2 separate regions of the Mus musculus genome follow, and region 1 is linked to region 2. Evidence: chromatin contacts called from public promoter capture Hi-C data. All regions are on one chromosome and are shown on one strand. Each heading gives the region's core, a stretch centred on a gene start, on an enhancer-like site or on the middle of the called end of the contact. The rest is flanking DNA. Distances are from core to core; before and after follow the strand shown. Region 1 holds the start of Dhx33 (DEAH (Asp-Glu-Ala-His) box polypeptide 33). Region 2 holds the start of Ndel1 (nudE neurodevelopment protein 1 like 1).

What was found. Promoter capture Hi-C pulls out the DNA fragments that hold promoters and counts their contacts.
Region 1: a contact with region 2 is called in a promoter capture Hi-C map of liver, with 6 times the contacts expected there. The contact joins the promoter of Dhx33 here to the promoter of Ndel1 in region 2. A contact is called at or near these places in 3 of 39 promoter capture datasets (liver and pre-B cells), 7 of 484 Hi-C or Micro-C datasets (B cells, CD4 T cells, CD8 T cells and 2 more), 3 of 115 datasets of contacts at active chromatin or transcription factors (double positive thymocytes, memory CD8 T cells and thymic regulatory T cells) and 2 of 9 other capture datasets (adipose tissue and liver).

Annotation. Positions count from the first base shown.
Region 1 is chr11:71,001,625-71,006,941 of GRCm38.p6, forward strand. Dhx33 (DEAH (Asp-Glu-Ala-His) box polypeptide 33) reads right to left here and starts at 2,808. Exons shown (of 12, transcript NM_178367.4): 1 at 2,493-2,808; 2 at 1-55. The coding sequence starts at 2,754.
Region 2 is chr11:68,849,714-68,855,393 of GRCm38.p6, forward strand. Ndel1 (nudE neurodevelopment protein 1 like 1) reads right to left here and starts at 3,422. Exons shown (of 9, transcript NM_023668.3): 1 at 3,229-3,422.

The DNA.
Region 1 (5,317 bases), core at 1,558-4,057, 2.2 Mb after region 2:
CCCCCTTCATAGAGGTACTGTGGGATCTGAGTTGTTTTCCCAGAGCCAGTTTCCCCTAGGAGAGAAGAGAAACTCTTATTCAAATGAGACTAAGGGAAACCAACAGCTCACAGTCAGGAAAAACAAAATCTTAAAAGGAAACACTGAGTTGCTAAGCCTCAGGCAAATGGGCACCTGGGAGGTGGCTGGCGAACAGTCACTGTCACTCTTTCCCCGGAGGCCCAATCACATTTCAAACACTTTTAGAATGGGCTGGACATGGTGACAAGTGCGCTTAATCACAGCAGACAGAGATAGGAGGATCTTTTTGAGTTCTAGGTCAGCTTGGTCTACACAGTCAGTTCCAGGACAGCCAGAGCTACATAATAGACAGACTGTCAAACAAACTGTTCATATACTTTGGCTCCAAATTCCACTTGCCGAAATTGAGTCTAAGAAAACAAACATGTTTTAATTTAATTTGCCCCATGATAGCAAAAACAAAATGAAAAACAAAACAAAAACCCCAATCAAAACTGGAAACATGTATAATGGTAGGTAACTGGTGTAGTTACAACAGATGAGATACGACAGTCATATAGCTTGATAAAAACTGATACGACGAGATGTCCATTCATAGACTGCTCGCCCTTTGCTCTGGCTGCTGCTTGCTGCTCTCGTCAAACCTTCTGCCTCTGTATACCCTACTGTGGGTACAATACCTACCTGCCTCACTAACTGGCAAGTTCAAGGATGAGTCAGCCTGCAAGCTCTCACCCTCTGGGCTGTACCAGGGGGCCTCATCTCTAGGATCCTTAGTGCCTGCTTCATCTCTCTCCTAGCACTGATTATTCCAAACAGTACAGAAGTATTTTTTCTTTGTTTGTTTTTCAAGACAGGGTTTCTCTGTATAGTCCTTGCTGTCCTGGAACTCACTCTGTAGACCAGGCTGGCCTCGAACTCAGAAATCCCCCTGCCTCTGCCTCCCAAGTGCTGGGATTAAAGGCGTACACCACCACGCCTGGTTCAAACAGTACAGAAGTACTTAAATGTTTCTGCCCTAATTCCAGAGGGCAGACGCTCTCTTCATAGGCTTAAACACTGCACAGAGCAAGCACTCAATGAAGGCTGTTTCCTGTGTATGTCTGTTGGTACCTCTAAAAGCACCTGATTAGAACAACTCAGGAAACTTGCACACCCTTCTTTGCCATGGCTTATCCTCTTTAACAGGTCCATGAGTCTTACATTTTCTTCCAGCTCCCGGCCTGCTTCTGACCACTCACCTTTCCAGACTTAGCCAAGGCTCTCAGACCAAGAATCTGATTATCCTGCATTTTCCTACTGAACCCTCCACACAACCTCAGACATAGATCAATGCCTCTTGTGCATCTTTCCCACTCCTATTCCAGGGCAACTGACTATTGCTAAAATAGAATATGCCAGCCATACAAACAGAGGGACAAAATTCACCTGGGCATCAGCTTTACAGTCCATCTTGTTCCTGTTTTTGCAGCCTGTCTTCCGTCTCCATCTCCCCAAAAGCCTACTTGAGGCTCTGGAACTTTTGTTTTCCTCAGAACTCTTGGATCTTCTCAAATGTGACTTCAAAAGAGACAGCCTTTCTCCTGTGCCAGGTGGGCTCTCCATAACTCCTGATGCCCGGCACTGCGCCCCCATCTCTGAAATTTCCTAAACTTTGATCCATTAGTTCTATCTATCTTCAGTGTCCTCTCTGCTCAGTTCGCCAAAATCTGTGACTATTTACAAGTGCCTCAGCTTCCCTTGGTTGGCCAAAGCAGAAACCTGTTTCCACTGCCTTCATTCTTTCACCTCCTAATTACTCCTCAGTCCAACGCCAGATCTGTTCTTAAAGTTATTTTGAAAAAATTCTTAGTGGGAGTTGCAATCAATACTACATATCCAACGTGCACTCCCACGCCCCACCATGTCTACATATTGTTATGGAACTTCCCTCCTTAGCACTCTATTCCACTGACTGCCAGTACTCCAGTCTCTTTCTCGCTTATGACATTCCTTCGGGAACTCCTCTATCGTCAATACTGTAGCAAAGCCACTAGAAGTCAGTCCCTGCCTTCGAACACTGCCAAGTTCTTCTCGTACACAAGAAATTGGTTCTCGCCAACTGAATTCTTTCTGGCGCCAGTCTCTCCGTCCTCGCTTAGAATGCCGGTCCCCAGGGACCCGCTCCGCAGCTGCCTCCTCAAAAGCCTTGGTGAGGCCCATCCTGCAAAGCTCTCTGAGAGCCTCCGATATGCTCCCCACGCCTCGTCACGGAAGGCGAATATCCTCAAACTCACAGAGCGCGGTCAGCGCCGGCAGGGTAACTCTGTCCGCCTCTTTCCAGAGGTCCCTGTCCACACCGGGCACTGAAACCCTTTCAAGTTTGTGGAAGAAACCAACGCAAAGAAAGTGAGAAGCCCCTAAGAAACCCCGCCCTCGTGCACAGAGCCAGGGATCTAGAGCAAGGAAGATCCACCAAAGCCGCCACTCACCGATGAGGACCGCGTTGTCCAGGTTTCGGAGCTGAGCCAATAGCTGCCCCCGCGCCCGGAAGATGGGCAGACTCCGGCGCTGCAGCTCCAGGGCCTCGCGGTAGGGACTGGCCGAAGGCTGGGCCAGCGGCGGCGTCTGCCTCCGGCCTCCTCCAGCTCCGCCGCCGCCGCCAGCCGTCAACAGCATCACTACTCGTCTCCCGGGAGGGCAGGAGCCCGGCCGGAATCTCTTAGCGGGCGGGAGGCTCGCCTCCTCCGGCATGTCGGGAGGACCGCGGCCGGAGGCAGGGACGCAGACAGTTCCGCTCGGCTGGGGACAGCAAGCGCGCACCGCCCCTTTCTCGCCACGTGCAGGCGTGCTGGGCGACCACCGATGACCTCACAGCCGCCTCCTGCCTTGAGGAAAGGAACTGCAATTCCCAGCATGCGCTGTGCATTTACATCCTGTGAGAGCAAGGTCGGAGGTGCGACCGAAAAAACGGCCCGAGTAACAACAGGGGACGATAGCTGTGTGGTTCCCTAGGGTCTTGTTGCGTAATGACGTTGTCCTAAACTCTCATTTCTATCCAATAAAAATGACTGTCCCATCTCGGGCTCCAACAATAGTCACGTTTTAAGGCAATTACTTATTTCTGTAAATCTAACGAGGAACACAAACATTTACTCTTCTAAACAATGTACGTTTTAAGGTACCCACTGGTAGCTCCGATTTATAAATGTAGAAAGTGAAATTTTCTGAGACTAAAGTCATTTCGGATGCTGCAAAGAATTTTGAAAATGCTACTAGTGAGTATCTTCAGTTACGGAAAGGTGAATTCTATGATTCTGATATCATGTAATTTCCCCACAAAGTGATAGGCTCAAAAAATACAAGCAGAAATAAAAAAGAAAATGAGTGGAACTAAAATTGCCTTAACTCACCTCCCAGTCATTCCTACTAGATTTTCAATCTTTACACAGCTTTTCAGCCCTATTGTATACACCTTAATCAGTGCGAGTATTCACTACTCCTGCAGAAAACTTGTACATAACCAGTTCTTCCTTCCTGTTCAATTACAAGCTCTTAGATGCTTTGCTAATTCAACACAGAAAGACAGGCACAGAGTGAATGGGTGGTTACCTTTGCTTTTTCATCTTTGGAGGGTGTGGGCGTTTTGTTTGGGAGTATGTTCCTGCACTACTTGCTTGCAATGCTCACATGGAGGTCAGAAGAGGGTGTTGGATTCCCTGGAATTGGAGTTACAGCCAGTTGAGCCTCCATGTGTTTGGAACCCGTAGGGTTCTCAGTGCCCTCGCTGTCCCCGATTGTGTTTCTTTTTTTTTTTTTTTTAAAGATTTATTTATTTATTTATTATATGTAAGTACACTGTAGCTGTCCTCAGACACTCCAGAAGAGGGAGTCAGATCTTATTGGTTGGATGGTTGTGAGCCACCATGTGGTTGCTGGGATTTGAACTTCCAACCTTTGGAAGAGCAGTCGGGTGCTCTTACCCACTGAGCCATCTCACCAGCCCCCGGATTGTGTTTCTTATACAGAATGTGGCGTTCTATAATTCTCAACTCATGTGAAGGCTATCCATCAAATTTGGTATGCAGACCTGTTTTTTTTTTGTTTGTTTTGTAAAAAAAAAAAAAAAAAAAAACCCAGATGTGAATCTGTCTGTTGTGGAATCCGGTATGGCCTGTGGCTTTGGTCCTGTTGAGATGCTTTAAAGCCTTTTAAAGAATATCTGGGTCCCCCGTGAAACTTTACTACACGCAGGTTTACCAGGAAATTTGGGTAGGAATGGGATTAATGACTCTCATCTTTTACTAAGTCAGCCCATTCAAGATGAATCATGTCAGCTAAACTTACACTGTTAGATGAGAACACGGAACATCTCTGTATAGTTATCTAAATAACATTTACAATATGACCTTAATAAATGTATCTAAGAAGCAAAAAAACAAGCAAACAAACACCCCCAAATCCCAGTTATAGTTTTTATTTAGCTTCTGACAGTACACTAGGGGTTACTAAAAAATGTGTGTGTTTAGGATGTACACGAAGAATGTACTGACTTGGGAATGGAGACAGGGCTTGGGGTTAAGAATGCTCACTGTTGAGAGAACTCAAATTTGTTCCCTCACACCCATGCCAGGCAGCTCACCATCTCCTGAAACCCCTGCCCTAGAAGATCCCGTACCTCTAACCTCAAGGTAACCCAAACTTATGTGCACATACCTATATAAAGACACATATAAGTACATGTAATTTTAAATAGTAAAAACAAATCTTACAAAGAATAAGTTGACATGTTTTCCACGCGCCTCCCCCCACCCCCATGTTGATTTAGGAAGGCAAGCAAACCCTTAAAAGAAAAATAACTTATGTCAAGTTATGGGCCTTGAGTAAACAAAATAATAGGTAGCTGCACATTCGAAGCAACCCAACGTGGGAGTATTATAAATTACAGGAGTCCAAATAGGCCATCTGAGTGAGTGAAATCACCTCTTGGTAAGTAAAACACCTCTTTAAAAAAACATACATTGTGTGTGTGTGAGTGAAAGAGAGAAGCGGGGGGAAGGTCAGAGAACAAATCATGGCAGTTGCTTCTCTCCTGCTATGTGGTGGCCTAGGGATTGAAATCTGGTCTTTAGGCTTGGTGGTGTTATTACCTCTGGAGGCATCGGACACCCCCCCCCGCCCCCCCGCAAAGTCCACTTATCTAGAAGCACTCACTAATCATATGCAACAGTTATCATGCAAGCATTTTTTTTTTAAGAACAAGAAAAGAAAAACAAAAATTTTGGTGTTTTTAAAGTATTGGCTCAGAGTTTGTTTG
Region 2 (5,680 bases), core at 2,172-4,671:
TTAGTGCTTGTCAGCCAGAAGCTACACAGCAAGACCCTATTACATACACACACACACATACACACACACACAAATATGAAAGAAAAGAAAAAAGAAAAAAAATCTAGAACAAACAACATTTAATCAAGAATAAGTCAGAGGAGGCCAAGGATGTGACTCAGCTGGTAAAGTACCTGCCTAGCATAGCATGCATGAAGCCCTGGGTTCAATCCCCAGCACTGCACAAACCAGTGTGGTACAGCACATCTGTAATCCCAGCCTTCAGTAGGTAGAGAAAACAAGATCATAAGTTCCTTGGCTACATGGCACGTTGGAGGCCCAGCCTAGGCCACATGCGACTTTTTCAAAAAAGAAAAAAAAAGTTTAAAAAAATGTATGGGAATAGAGATGGCTTTGAGGTTAAGAGCACTTGCTGCTCTTCCAGAGGGCCAGCACCCACACCAGGCAGCTCATATATATATACATATAGATAGATAGATAGATAGATAGATAGATTATATATCTAGCTCCAGAGATTCAGATGCCTCCTGTCTCTGTGGACATTCCATTCACATGAACATACCCACATGCAGACACAAACCTACACAAAATTAAATATAATAAATATATCTACTTTTTAAAAGAACAAATCTGAGGGGACTAGAAAAGTGGCTCAGTGGCTCTTGCAGAAGACTAGAATATGGTTCCCCGCACCAACACAGGGCAACTCCCTCCCTCTAGCTCTAGCTCTTCTTCTGGCCTCTGCAGCCACCCACATTCACACATATAACACTCACACACAGAAATAAGGTTTTAAAAGAAAATTAATTTAGCCAGAAAAATCAGCATGCAAAGCTCAGGCCCTAGAGTCAAACTATGGCCTGGCTGAGAGACCTTGGGCAAGCTATTCAACTTCTCAGTGCCTCATTTCCTCACCTATAAAACAGGAAGATCAGTTGTATTTGGAAGATGAGGTGAGTTACTATTGGCACAGTACGTGTAACAGAGCCTGATGCATAAACATCACATAAATGTTAATTCAACTCTAAGAAACTACTAGGCCAGAAGTGGACCTTTAAGTTAGACCAGAGTAAACAGACTTCCAAATTTATAAGCAGATGACTCCTTTCATTACAAAAGCATCCCTAACGTCTCTCCTGGAACAAGCTTTATGCGCTAGACTAAAACAAGTTCTTTCCCTCCCATCACACGCTGTATCTGTTGCTTCCCGCCTGGCAGTACCCAGCTTTATCCCTACACCTATTCATCAACTTCATCCTTCTAAGAACCAGGTTCAAGTAACGAATGTGCTACCCTTGCAGGTGATCTCAAAACTGTGTGTGTGGAGTTTGCCTCCAGGTACTCGGAGAGGCTCACTGTCGCTTGAGATTACGTAAGTGGGGAAAGTTAGCCAATGTCAAATCTTTCACTGATTTAAAAAGTGCTCAAATGGCATATCTACAATCTTCTACAGCTGCAAGGCTAGCAGACAAGGACTTTCTGCTCCTCTCCATCTTCCTTAATTCTAGGTCTCACATGGAGTGTGAGTGTACAATTACAACTTCTGCAGCAGACATGCTCACACTCTACGACCTTTAGATGTGAACAACTGACAATTAGCTCACTGAAACTTTAAACAGTTATCATCTAACAGAGCTTACTGGCAAAGATACTCTGTACAGCACTAAGAAAATTAATTTTACATGACTATTAACATATATGCAGAATGAAATAGGCCTTATTTCTCTCCCTTATGAAGTGCCTAGAAAGTAATTTTAACTTAAGTCCTCAATCCTCAAGTCTATTTTAGCATGGTTTAAAATACGCATGAAAATAAATTTTGTTGGTCTCATAAAAGCATGTTCAGGTCTATTTTTTATTTCAAATGCTCTGGATCCAACTTCAATTCAATTCAAAACCAAGGCACTGCAGATTTAGCAACTTCTTCTAAGATTAAGTTTGTCTCTAACTGGAGCTAAAGGTTTTCTTTGTTCTTTATGTATTCCTACTCTAAGATTTTAACAACAATTCAGAAGAGATACCCCCAACTGGGTGTCCTTTGGTCTCTTTTGACTCCTTAACTTAATGATGAGCTTTGCCCTCTCAGCTTTCTGATTTGGCAGACATTACCCTACCTCTTAAGTGCAGTGAAAGCAACATAATTTTCAGACTAACAACCAGCCACTCATGAGCAAGCTTCAGGATAAGATTTTTCTAGTAACTGAGCTTTTGGGGGTTTTTTGTTTGTTGTTGTTGTTTGGTTTGGGGTTTTTTTGGTTTTTTTGGTCAATTTACTCGAAAATAAATAAGTCATCTAGTAACTTCTGGTATTATCTTTAACAAGTCCAATGTTCAGTCCTCTTTCCGGCTGAAGAAGTTAAAAAAAAAAAATCTCATGAAAACAGAAACCAGAACCCTGAGCTTAGAAAGGTAAATTGTAACCCAAGCTAAACTTCTCACCAGTTAGTGGAACCCAAATAAAAATCACTCAGTTGCCCCAACCTCCTGTACCTAGGTTCAATTTCCCCATCCAGCAAAAAGTGACTTACAGTATCCGTCGCAAGTACAAACAGCAAATGTTCTAAAATGTTTACAAACGCTACAGGAATGGGCCCGGGTAATGAAAAGGACCCTCACTCGCCTTAAACTTAAAAGTGTTAGTCACCTCATCGTTTCTCAGAGAAAAATAAGAAGCGAATCCAAGCAACCGGGGTCGGTTGGTTAGTGAGACTTTCCCCAACTCCAAAGAGGATGATTAGCAGTTCGGGGCAGGCAGTCACGAGACTGCCAGTCTCTGCCAACGCGGGCTGCTCCTGCTCTCGCCTCCCGCATCTGGGGCGCTGGGAAATCAAGATCCTGCCCGGCTCCTAACCACCCCGGCAGCTCCAGGGAATCAAGGATGGGTGGAGCGAGAAGCTGGGCGCGCCTCCGCCACCCCAACTGGGCCACTCCTCGAGCCGTCAGCGCCTCAGCCCCCGGTGCCACGTCCCGGCCTCCGTCCCTCCTCTGGAAGCCCGGGACTCGCTCTCCCGCAGGTGCCCCCGGTGGGCCACACCTCCGCCAGTAAGGAGGGGACAGTTAAAGCGGTTGGAACAGTTGTCTCGGTACGGGCCGCCCCAGAACCCAAGCCCGGCCTGGCCCAGCGGGCTGAGCCCCAGCCCGGCGGCGGTCAGGCAGGCTCCCCCGGGGCAGGCCTCGGCGCTGCCCGCCTGGCTCGAACCCCAGAGGCTGCGTCGCACGGGAGCTCACCGCCAATGTGTCAAAAGCGCATGTTCGCCGCCGCTCGGCCGACGTCTCTGCTCCGCTGGCCTGGCCAGGCCCGCCCAGCCGCTCAGCTCTGCTCCCTTCCGCAGCCCTGAGCTCCACTCCGCGTATCCCCGCACCGGGCTCCTCCCCGACACGTCAGGGGCTCCCTGGGTGTCGGAGGCCATTCTGTGACGCACGGGGGCGGAGTCAAGAGCATGCGCAGAAGCAGGCTGGCGTGCGGGGCGGAGCGGTGGGAGGCCAGAGTCACGTGGAGCCGACCTAGGCTTTGCGCGCTGACGTGAGATCTGCGACAGCGTCCTGCGCAGGCGCCGCCCCGGACCCCCGAAGGAGGTGGGTTTTTTAGCCCTGTGCTGTCTCCGGAAGCTGTGCTGCGCAGGAGAGTAGTTCCCTAGGCTAAAATGGGAAGCCAGTATAAAGCCAGTATAGAGTACTAGCTCACGAAGGAGACAGGAGAAATACACAACTGTCCTGGAACTAGAAACTTAAATTTAAAAAAGGCATTTGGGGAACAACTATAGGAACTTTAGCTGTCTCATGCTCAATGTAATTGTTATTTCAGTGCTGTTGGGATTGGTTTTGAAGTTTGAAGACAAAACAACATAGCATAAGACATATGCTGAGCCTAAGAAAGACAAGGTGAGCCCACGTATACGGTTGGGAAAGGTCAATATAAACAAAAAACGGTGCGAGATGGATTTTTAAGGAGAACCCAAACTGATGAGCAGAGGAAGATTACTGGGGTCTAGAGCGTCTTGAACTACACTATGAAGGATATAGGGTTTTTAAAAAGAGATTATGAGTTCACTGTGCGGTTTGTCGCGCCCGTAGTTGTACCAGTCACTGGGGTGCATTGCTTTGTCACAGTAACCCCACGTCACTCTCATTTACAAGTAAGAAATAGCAAGATGAAGTTCCCCAAGGTCACTCACCTACAGCGCAAATTCAAACTCAGAAGCTACACTGTTATCCACTACTACGCTGACAAGAAGGGAAACATAGGCTAGACCGTGGGGCTAAAGTGCCTTCCATACACTACTGTTAACCATCAACAACATTTGAAGCTGGAATCATTAGATCTATATTGTAACATAAGACTCAAAAAAAAAAAAAAAAAAGGTCTGCTTTACAGGCCAGTGGCCTGGAACAGCTTTGAAACTCAGTCTGGCTTCCCTACCTGAAACTCTGCTCAATCTAATCAGACTTAAGGCAGAGAAGTGATTAATGAAGGCTTTCCTATAGACCCGGTGCCAAGACAGGAACCGTCCCACCCAAACAGGAAAAGATAAAAAGGCCACAGCTTCTGTCCTGCCTCCTGGCTGAGGTGCTAAGAAACACACTGAGTCACCTAATGGCTGGCCAGGCCCTTCAGAAAACAGTGACATCATCTCCCAGGCTGCTGCCCCTCCCATTTGCTCTGCCCCTAGGACTGGCATCATCCCCTTCTTAATGAATGGGCTTAGCTTGGCAGAGCCCTCAGAAGCCAAAGGCCCTGCTCTGATCTTCGTTGGCCCAGAGGCTGGAATAGTACCCTAGAGTCAGCAAACTGCCCGACCTCCTTCCATTACACCAAATCCATGGGAAATAAATCAGTAAAGAAGATGACAGTCTCAAAAGGAAGCACAAGTTATAAAACTAGCATTGTAAGAGAAGAAAAGGTGAGAGCTGCTGTACCCTTCAAACTTTGTAAAGCATTCCAGGGCACTTCCCATAGGTTCCAGTACAAGGTCCTTTTTGGACTGACCCAGAAAGTTCAATGTAACAATCTCTGAGAACACGTGTAAATATCCCAACATCTTCTCTGCTACAAAATGCAAGAAACAGATCAAGTTCCACCCTTCCGATGGGTAAAGGGTGATCAGCTACTAAAAGAGAGATCTGGGTCCAAACTCCAGCTAGTGAGAATGCTGGACTTTGGCCCATCCCATACTCAAAAAAGGCAATTATTTTAGCTAAGGTTCTACTGCTGCAATGAAACACCATGACCGAAAAGCAAGTTGTTGAGGAAAGGGTTTATTCAGCTTCCACTTCCATATCACTGTTCAACACCAAAGGAAGTCAGGATAGGAACTCAAAACAGGGCAGGAACCTGGATGCTGCAGGTGATGCAGAGGCCATGGGGATTGGGGAGGGAGAGTACTGCTTACTGGCTTGCTTCCCATGGCTTGCTCAGCCTGCTCTCTTATAGAATCCAGGACCACCAGCCCAGGGATGAAAACAACCACAATCCTCCCCCATTGATCACTAATTAAAACATTCTTTACAGCTGGATCTCAGTTGAGGTTCCCTCCTTTCAGATAACTCTAGTTTGTGTGTCAAGGTGACATAAGACTAGCCAGCACAGTTACGCAGTGCATATAAACCTGCTGCGGAAACTCTGAGGAGATGGAACATATTTAACTTAGGGATCAGGTAAATAAGACACCACAAAAATCAA